Regions from separate parts of the Mus musculus genome. Here all the other regions are linked to region 1. Evidence: chromatin contacts called from public ChIA-PET and promoter capture Hi-C data. All regions are on one chromosome and are shown on one strand. The core of a region is the stretch at or near the end of the contact, and the rest is flanking DNA. Distances in the headings are between cores, read along the strand shown.

Region 1 (2,505 bases), core at 3-2,502:
AGGCCTATTTTTATCATCACTGATATAAATAGCTATCTGCAGAGATGATGGCTAGGATTGATACACATTCTTTTCATGGGAACATGGTACTTTCTTGGCACTCCTAACTAGTGACACTGTGCAAGTAGGGTAAGGGGAGGAGGCAGCCGCGGGACTCAGCAATGGCAGGGCTCTGCCCTTACCTTTCGGGGTTGAGATCTACGATGCCCATCACTAATACCTTCTTGCCTGGTCTCATGCCACCTTTAATGTGCCCACAAAATGGAACTATCTGCAAAGGAAGAGGGGAGAGACAGGATGTTTATGGGCTGTTAGAGACGAGCCAAACCCTCAGCCCTGAGAATCAGACCCATTAGAAAGCAAGGAAATGCACCAGAGGGGAAAAGGATAAAGGCAGAGACACGGAGCACATTGATTTACCAGTCGTGGGAAGTACACGTCGGCTTGAACTGGAGAACCCAAGGAGTTGTTTAAGTGCCCATCATCAAGTTTCTAAAAATAGAAGCACACAGATTGGCTTTCCACAGACCCTTGTTTATTAGGGAGTGAATGGAAGGATGAGGAATCAACACAAATCTGTAGTGATCCAGCAGCCCTCCACAGACACACATACATATGATGCCTCTTTATAGCCCATTAAATAACCGCGAAACAAAACCCGGCCTTTCCATCCGGTCTAAGCCTCTGATGATCCCCAGGCTCTTGAGACCGGATCAAATTCAAGGTCGCGGCCCACCCGGGAAGCAAAGCCCGTGTAGGTGGGCGGCAGGCCCCTCTCCAAGCACAAACGCTCCCGGAGTCTCTGCCCCCTGGCCTGTCCTCGGGGACGTGGCTGGAGTGCAGCGGCAGCGCTCGGCTTCTCTCCGGAGCCCCCGGCGCGGGACCGTTTCCAAAGGGGTAAATCCCGGACGCCGGGACCGCGGCCCCACACTAACCCACGTGCACGCACACGCGCCCAGCGCGCACCTGGCCGGCGCCCTCCTGCCCCGCGCCCGGGGCCCCCCGAGCTCGCACCCCGCGGCGGCTGACAGGTACCGCGCTTCCCGCGGCACCGCGGGTCCGTAGTCCTTGCCCCGGCCCTCTGAGCTACCCGCCTCGCGGGAGGCCGCTGCACTCACCACCACGGCGTCGCTGTCGGCCACCGACCCCGCCATGTTCCTGCAGCGAGCGCCGGGGACGCGGCGGCGGGCGCGGGTCCGAGCCGGGCGCGCGCACACACGGGCGCGCGTGCACGCCCCAGGCTGGCGCGGCCGCAGGCCCGGGAGGGGGAAGGGAGGCGGGCGGCGCGGAGATCGCGGCGGCGAGGGGATGACGGTGGCGAGGGCCGCAGTGCGTTGGCCTGGGGTGGCATTTAAAGGCGGCAGGGCTCGGCTCGGGAACCGAGAACCGGGAACAGGGCGGGGACGGGGCCCGGGAGCCGCGGCTTGCTAAGCGTGCCCTGCCCTACGGCCATTGGACCACGGCTGAAGGCCGGAGGGCGGTGGCCTGTCGGCGGGAAGGTGGGTGGGGCTGGGGAAAGGGGTGAAGGGAGGGCCCAGGTGGGCCAGGTGACAGGTGCTGGGGACACTCCTGGTCGGTACCCTACTCACTCACCTCCTTCCGCATCCTGGGGGACTGTGGGGGTGGATCAGGAGTGAGGTCGAGAGAAGGTGGAGGACTCCAAAGAGGAAGACCTGGTATGGCTTCTTTCAGAGAATTCCAACCTAGTGGGAGGAAAGATAGTTGCACTGTTTGGAGGAGAAGGAGAATGGAGGTCCAAGGCTTGTACATATTTGACCCTAAATAAAGAAGCAGCCAGGACTCTAGGGGGACAGTTTGCTGAGCGCCGACCAACCCTCTGTTCCCAGGGAAGCGCAGGCTAGTGTCGGGGTCCCGGAAGCATTCTTCAGCAGGTGCCCGGCCAAGCCGCAACTTGAAGTGGACACAGTTTCTGTCCTTAGCTATTTTACGTCACTTGCTTAGTTTGGGGTAATGGAGTCTCCAGTCCTTCTTTGTGTAATACTTCCTAGGGAATACACTCCTCTTTCACGCTAAGGCTCAGACTCCTGTAATGGTATCCTGACACTAGCATAATTATGTAACTTCTCAGATAAGGCTGTATCAACATACTCTCTATTAGGTGACATACTCGGCTTGCCCAATGCACTGTGTGAATCACCACACTAATAAGCAAGGAGCTTGAGCAAGTGAGCTGCTACAGTCCCAGAGGGGCCCTTTGGGGGACCTGGCGTCTCTGCAGCTTTTGTGTCCCTTTATGGACCAGTGCTAATCATGGTAATCTCTGTGGGACAGGGAACATGCCTGTAATCCACAGTCGGAGCCTTTGTGGAAGTGGTTCTCAGAATTAGAGACTGAAGAGTTGTCATTGTGGCTCCCATTTTGCTCCTGTTTACTCATCTGAGCTTGAGAATCACACCTATTAATTATTCTAACATACTAGGCAATTACAAGAAACTTGATATTTTAAAGTCATACTTTGATTCTCTGAATTTCTAAGAGTCAGCA
Region 2 (2,505 bases), core at 5-2,504, 350 kb after region 1:
GTCTCCACCAAGATTCTCCACCACGTCTGACTTTTTACTAAGAACTTTGCAAATCTGTGTCCAAATAACTCACTGTACTTTCTAATTTAGCAGATTAGTTTACACGGCTGTTTACAGATCTGTAATGAAAAGGGGGGTACTTCTGCTATCAGATGCATTTTCAGTACACGGCTAATGATTTATGTTCCAAGTCTCTGGGGAAGTTCTGTGTTGTCCTGTGTCTAGCTCAGAGCCATTTTCTGAACCTCATGCTGACACCTGTGCCCACCATGTTTGGTAGTGTCTTCACTTGGCCAGATTCTCCTAGGGCATCTGACTAACTCCTTAGAGACAGTGTCTCTGCGGCCATCTCTGGAAGATACACACATATCACCATGCCAGGGTCCAGGCTCCTGTACACCTCTCTTCTTTAATAAATCCACCACTTCAAGACTTGATGCTTGTATCAGAGGAAGACAAACACTAAACTATTGAAACCAAAGCCAGTTTTGCATTGGCTCTTCCCCTCTCTCAGGGAAAGGCTGCCACCTGCTGTAACACATTAGCAACAAGGGGTTTTCAACAAGGTCATTGAACACTTAAATCCTACATTCAAAATTAATGTGCATACAACCTCACTGCCTGCCGTTCCCTGAGCCGGGAGTAGAAGCAGAAATGTAAACTACAAGCACTGAGTAGAGTTAAACAGAAAGTCACCCATTGAAGGGTACCCACGAGAAACTGTCATCTCCAGAATCAAGGATGTCCTTCACCACTCAGCAGCAGAAGCTCACATTAGCTCATTGTAATCTTAGGTAAATACTGACTGGTTTTCTACTGCCTTAGCCTTTCTAGTTCTGTGTGTCCTTATTCTCTACAGCACTAGCAAGGCTTTGACACATGAGAAGACTGAAAGAGAATACAGGTTGACAACTTGGGAGACAGCAGCTCTAAGCTCGATTCTGGCTCCCTGCAGGAGCACCAGAGTCAGGATCCCAGCACTGGGATAATTTTGTCAAATAAATACTTTTTTTTTGTTTATTTGTAGCCTACCTGCTTGGTGCGGTTAGTATGTCCAAAAGAAGCAAGTTTGCATGGCTGAGAAAAACCAAAGTGAAGGAATTAGGGACATGACACCCTCAAATTTGCTGCTTGGGTGTGTTGATGATCTTAAGATAAAATCTGAAAGTCAGCAGATTCAGGGAATGGCTCTTTCTGAGCTTCCTTATCTGCCCAAGGACAGGTTTTCTAAAAGGAACTCAAGGGGAATAGGTTCCTCTCTGGGAGTTTCTCGTCATCACGGAAACAAGCCGTGTGTACACTACACCTACAGTGTTTGCAGCAGACCACTGTGTGTCTCATCTGTTGGGAGGATCTCCTCATCTGTCCCAGATTGCTAACTTGTCCATCTTCCTTCTGAAAATGGAGTATGAATCTCTCGCCTCCTTTCATTGGCTATCTGATGGTTCGTTCTTTAGCTGACAGCTGTAGCATATATACATTGCAGTGGCTTTTTTTTTTTTTCCTTGCTACTCTGCTTCCGGTCAGATACTTCACAGATGTAGCTATTTTCAGAGAAAAAACTTACCAGGTTTCCTCCAGAGGCTGCCAGATACTGTGCGGGTATTTGACAAAAGTACCATCCATTCTGTTACCCCAAACCCAGAAAGAATAAAACCAGGCAGCAAGGCATTAAAAAAAAAATTCTTGGAAGATAGAGAAAGGTCTTGCTCACACAAAGACAAGAATAAGGTGATGACGCCCAGTAGCCTCATTTCCAGAATCCTGTCTCTTCTCCTCCACTCTCTACCTCCATCCTGGGTCAGTACTGTGGCCTCTGCCACACAACAAGTATAAAGAACAAGAATGTTTCACCTTGGCCTTCAGGCCGTTTGCCACCCCAGCCGCTTCACTCTTTTTTTTTTTTTTTTCTGTTTTTTTTTTTTTTTTTTTCGAGACAGGGTTTCTCTGTGTAGCCCTGGCTGTCCTGGAACTCACTTTGTAGACCAGGCTGGCCTCCAACTCAGAAATCCGCCTGCCTCTGCCTCCCGAGTGCTGGGATTAAAGGCGAGCGCCACCACGCCCGGTTGTCTCTTCACTCTTAACAGCAATTCTAGGAATGTGACAGACTGAGGACCTAGTTAGTGATTTCAGTGTTGGGTAGACATAAGTATGAGTGAACTTGTGTTTATAAATGAATACCAAACTTCAAAAAAAAAATACAATTAAAGCAAAAGTAGGAGGAAATACAAATAACTTCAGAACAAAAATAGCTTTGAAAAGAAAGCCTCAGAGTGGAAGAAGTAGTCTTCTGAATACAAATGATCAGCCCTGAAACATACGTGCAAGTAACATGCAGATTAAGCAGGCTATATTTAGGAATATGTAGCTCAGCATGTGGCACATGCATTTAATCTCAGCACTTGGGAGGCGGAGGCAGTTGGATTGCTGTGAGTTCAAGACCAGCCTGATCTACACAGCAAGTTTCGGGACAACCAGGGCAACATAGTGAGACCCTGTCTCAAA
Region 3 (2,505 bases), core at 3-2,502, 310 kb after region 1:
CGAGAGGCATTCGGAAGAGGAATTAGTTGAGGCCCTTCAGAAGACAATGTGAGGGCAGTAACGAACCTACAGTAGGTCTGGTGACAATGTATGAGCTAAAACAGTGTCTTAGCCAGGAGAGCCCCCCCTTACAGAACCTGATAGCAAGACTCTATCTGAGCACATAGTTCATCCTCGCTGTCTCCCTCCATCTCTCCCTGCATTTACGGTGCTGAGGACCAGACTCAGCCTGGCGCATGGTAAGCATTGCTCAAATTTATGTAATTTTTACATATGGCAGTCACTGAATGAACTCCTCAGCTTTGAAATATGATTCTTTTTCCTTGTTAATTACTATTTCAGGCCATTTTGTAATCACCTCCATCATCCTCAAATCCTTCCCTATTTTCTACTTCATTTCTGCTCAGATAGAGCAGCTATATTTGAGAGGGTAAAGATTTTCATTAGGGTGAAGAAACAGTGAACAAGGAGTATTATTGTTGAATTGCTGCTTACGTCTCAAGGGAGCAGTAGGAATGGCACACATACAGCCCCAAGGACATGGTGTTCTACTTAATTTTCTATTGCTGTAGTCATATACTGGCCAAACTGACTTGTGGCAGAAAGGGTTTGTTCCACTTATACTTTATAGTCCATTATCACAGGAAGCCAGGGAAGGAGCTCAAAGCAGGAACTGTAGCAGAGACTGTGGAGGAATGCTACTTACTGGCTTGCTCAGCTTGCTTTCTTACATAACCTAGGACCACTTGCCCATGGGTAGTACCACCTGTACTGGGCTGGACCCTGCTGTATCAATAATCAATAATTAATGCCGCTCATACTGTCTTCTGAACACCCACAACAGACTATACTCCATTTCCCTCAAATGCCTCTACACAGTCAGTCTGATGGAGGCAGTTCTTCCCTGAGACACCCTCCTCCCAGGTGACTCAGCTTATGTCATATGTAGCAGTCATACATGGATTCATATTCTGGTTTGCCAGTGTCATTCTGGGACTTGAGAAAACTAATTGCTGTATGCCTGTTTAACCTAGCAGGTTTTGTTTGTTTTTGCTTTTGAGTGTAGGGTTAATTGACGTAGAGTTCAGTGCTTCCTGGGTGTGTGATACATGCCCAGATGTTTAAGTTTGTTTTCACTTTTCCGCACTTGTTTTATATGTCTTACTTGCTTGCCATGAGATTAACATGTGCTCTAGAGAAATGATTGGAAGAGTGAAGCAGCAGATGTAGATGTAACATAGTTGGAATAAAACTCAGTTGGATAGGAGCTGACAACACACCAGTGCTCTATTCAGGTAGTTAGGACTTTACAAGGCCAGACACTGCTTGTTTCAGAAGTTGAGCATTATGGTGTTGGGTTCACAATTAAAGGAGAATCTGTTTCAATTACTGCTGCAAAAAAATATACCTTAAAATATATCACAATATTTCTGTTACTCAGTTCTTGCTTATATAGATAACTTAAAGCTGTGTACAATACTTCTATGTGGTTCAAAACATAGCCAGACAGATCCTCATTTTGATTCAGACCCATGCAGCTGTTCTGGAGATGAGCAGTTGCTAGAAGGAATCTGCGGTCATCAAGGATTGAATGTACGTGGAGGCAAACAATAACTTTGCTTCATAGTAGTGTGATCCTTACAAGAGACCAGCTAAACTTTTTTTTTCCTTTCTTATCAGATATAATGGATCTCTCCCAAACGGTGATAGAGGAAGGAGGAAAAGTAGGTTTGCTTTGTTTAAAAGACCTAAGGCAAATGGGGTGAAGCCTAGCACCGTGCACATTGCATGTACTCCTCAGGCTGCCAAGGTAAGATAAAGTTGTAAAGAAGTTAACTTGGAAAGTTGAAATATTTTTATGTGTGGTCTGCAGTGCTTCACATTTCTGTTTTGAATTGATGGTATTTGAAAAGCTGCCATATGGAATTCCGCATTAAAAATGACAGACCAGAGGCAGGTAGAAATCAAAAGAAAATATCTTGATTCTCTAAGGCTGTCTGAGTTCTCTGGGTTTATTTTCTTCTTGGCATATGACATGCTTATGTTTTGCCCCACCTCCATGTGCAATGGGAGCACATTTTCAGCAGTGCCCACAGTGTAACTTCTCACCCTCGAGGCCTTGTCAGCCCTCCCAGCCCACTTCATTTCCTCACCAAGTTTTAGAGGCCAGGTGAGGAAATGTAACCGTAAGTTTAAAAGTAGTCAGTGTAAAAGTAGAGGAAGTTTTCAGTCCTCATTTTGCCTTGGAATTTCTCTTTCCAGTTTATAGCACAGACTGAATTAATTCAGTAATGTGGGGTCCAGATAAGAACAATTACAGAGTTCCTTGACTTCTAGAAGTTGTACATAAGCATTACATCATCTATGTTAGGTCCTTGTTAGGTTAAATAAATGAGCTGCATTAGAACTGGTAAATTGAAGTTGATTAGATTTCAGCCTTGTTTTATATCAAAGTTAGATATCAAGCCTTGATTTGGCTGCTCGTTGATTACTGTTTGAGAGCCG

Evidence for each region. Promoter capture Hi-C pulls out the DNA fragments that hold promoters and counts their contacts. ChIA-PET counts read pairs in DNA pulled down with a chosen protein or histone mark.
Region 2: a promoter capture Hi-C map of pre-B cells shows a contact between it and region 1, with 1.9 times the contacts expected there. The contact joins the enhancer-like site here to the promoter of Lgalsl in region 1. A contact is called at or near these places in 12 of 39 promoter capture datasets (the 3T3-L1 cell line, 3T3-L1-derived adipocytes, HPC-7-derived erythroid cells and 7 more), 3 of 484 Hi-C or Micro-C datasets (bone marrow-derived macrophages, cerebral cortex and embryonic stem cells), 15 of 115 datasets of contacts at active chromatin or transcription factors (bone marrow-derived macrophages, cardiomyocytes, craniofacial prominence and 10 more) and 3 of 9 other capture datasets (adipose tissue, embryonic stem cells and liver).
Region 3: an RNA polymerase II ChIA-PET map of memory CD8 T cells shows a contact between it and region 1, with 58 read pairs. The contact joins the enhancer-like site here to the promoter of Lgalsl in region 1. A contact is called at or near these places in 8 of 39 promoter capture datasets (the C10 cell line, cranial neural crest, embryonic stem cells and 4 more), 1 of 484 Hi-C or Micro-C datasets (bone marrow-derived macrophages), 3 of 115 datasets of contacts at active chromatin or transcription factors (bone marrow-derived macrophages, memory CD8 T cells and stem cell-derived neural progenitor cells) and 2 of 9 other capture datasets (adipose tissue and macrophages).

What each region holds. Positions count from the first base shown.
Region 1 is chr11:20,829,856-20,832,360 of GRCm38.p6, forward strand. Lgalsl (lectin, galactoside binding-like) reads right to left here and starts at 1,253. Exons shown (of 5, transcript NM_173752.4): 1 at 1,119-1,253; 2 at 421-492; 3 at 183-271. The coding sequence starts at 1,154.
Region 2 is chr11:21,178,022-21,180,526 of GRCm38.p6, forward strand. No RefSeq gene overlaps it. Among named protein-coding and RNA genes, the nearest start is that of Vps54, 60 kb to the right of the region's middle. Within about 2 kb of position 1,255, at least 76 of the 459 cell types and tissues checked have an H3K27ac peak or open chromatin away from gene starts, as enhancers often do. A contact at or near this core is called in effector CD8 T cells, memory CD8 T cells and pre-B cells, where this site is marked.
Region 3 is chr11:21,138,884-21,141,388 of GRCm38.p6, forward strand. Peli1 (pellino 1) reads left to right here. Exons shown (of 7, transcript NM_023324.2): 3 at 1,681-1,810. Among named protein-coding and RNA genes, the nearest start is that of Peli1, 49 kb to the left of the region's middle. Within about 2 kb of position 1,253, at least 18 of the 459 cell types and tissues checked have an H3K27ac peak or open chromatin away from gene starts, as enhancers often do. A contact at or near this core is called in memory CD8 T cells, where this site is marked.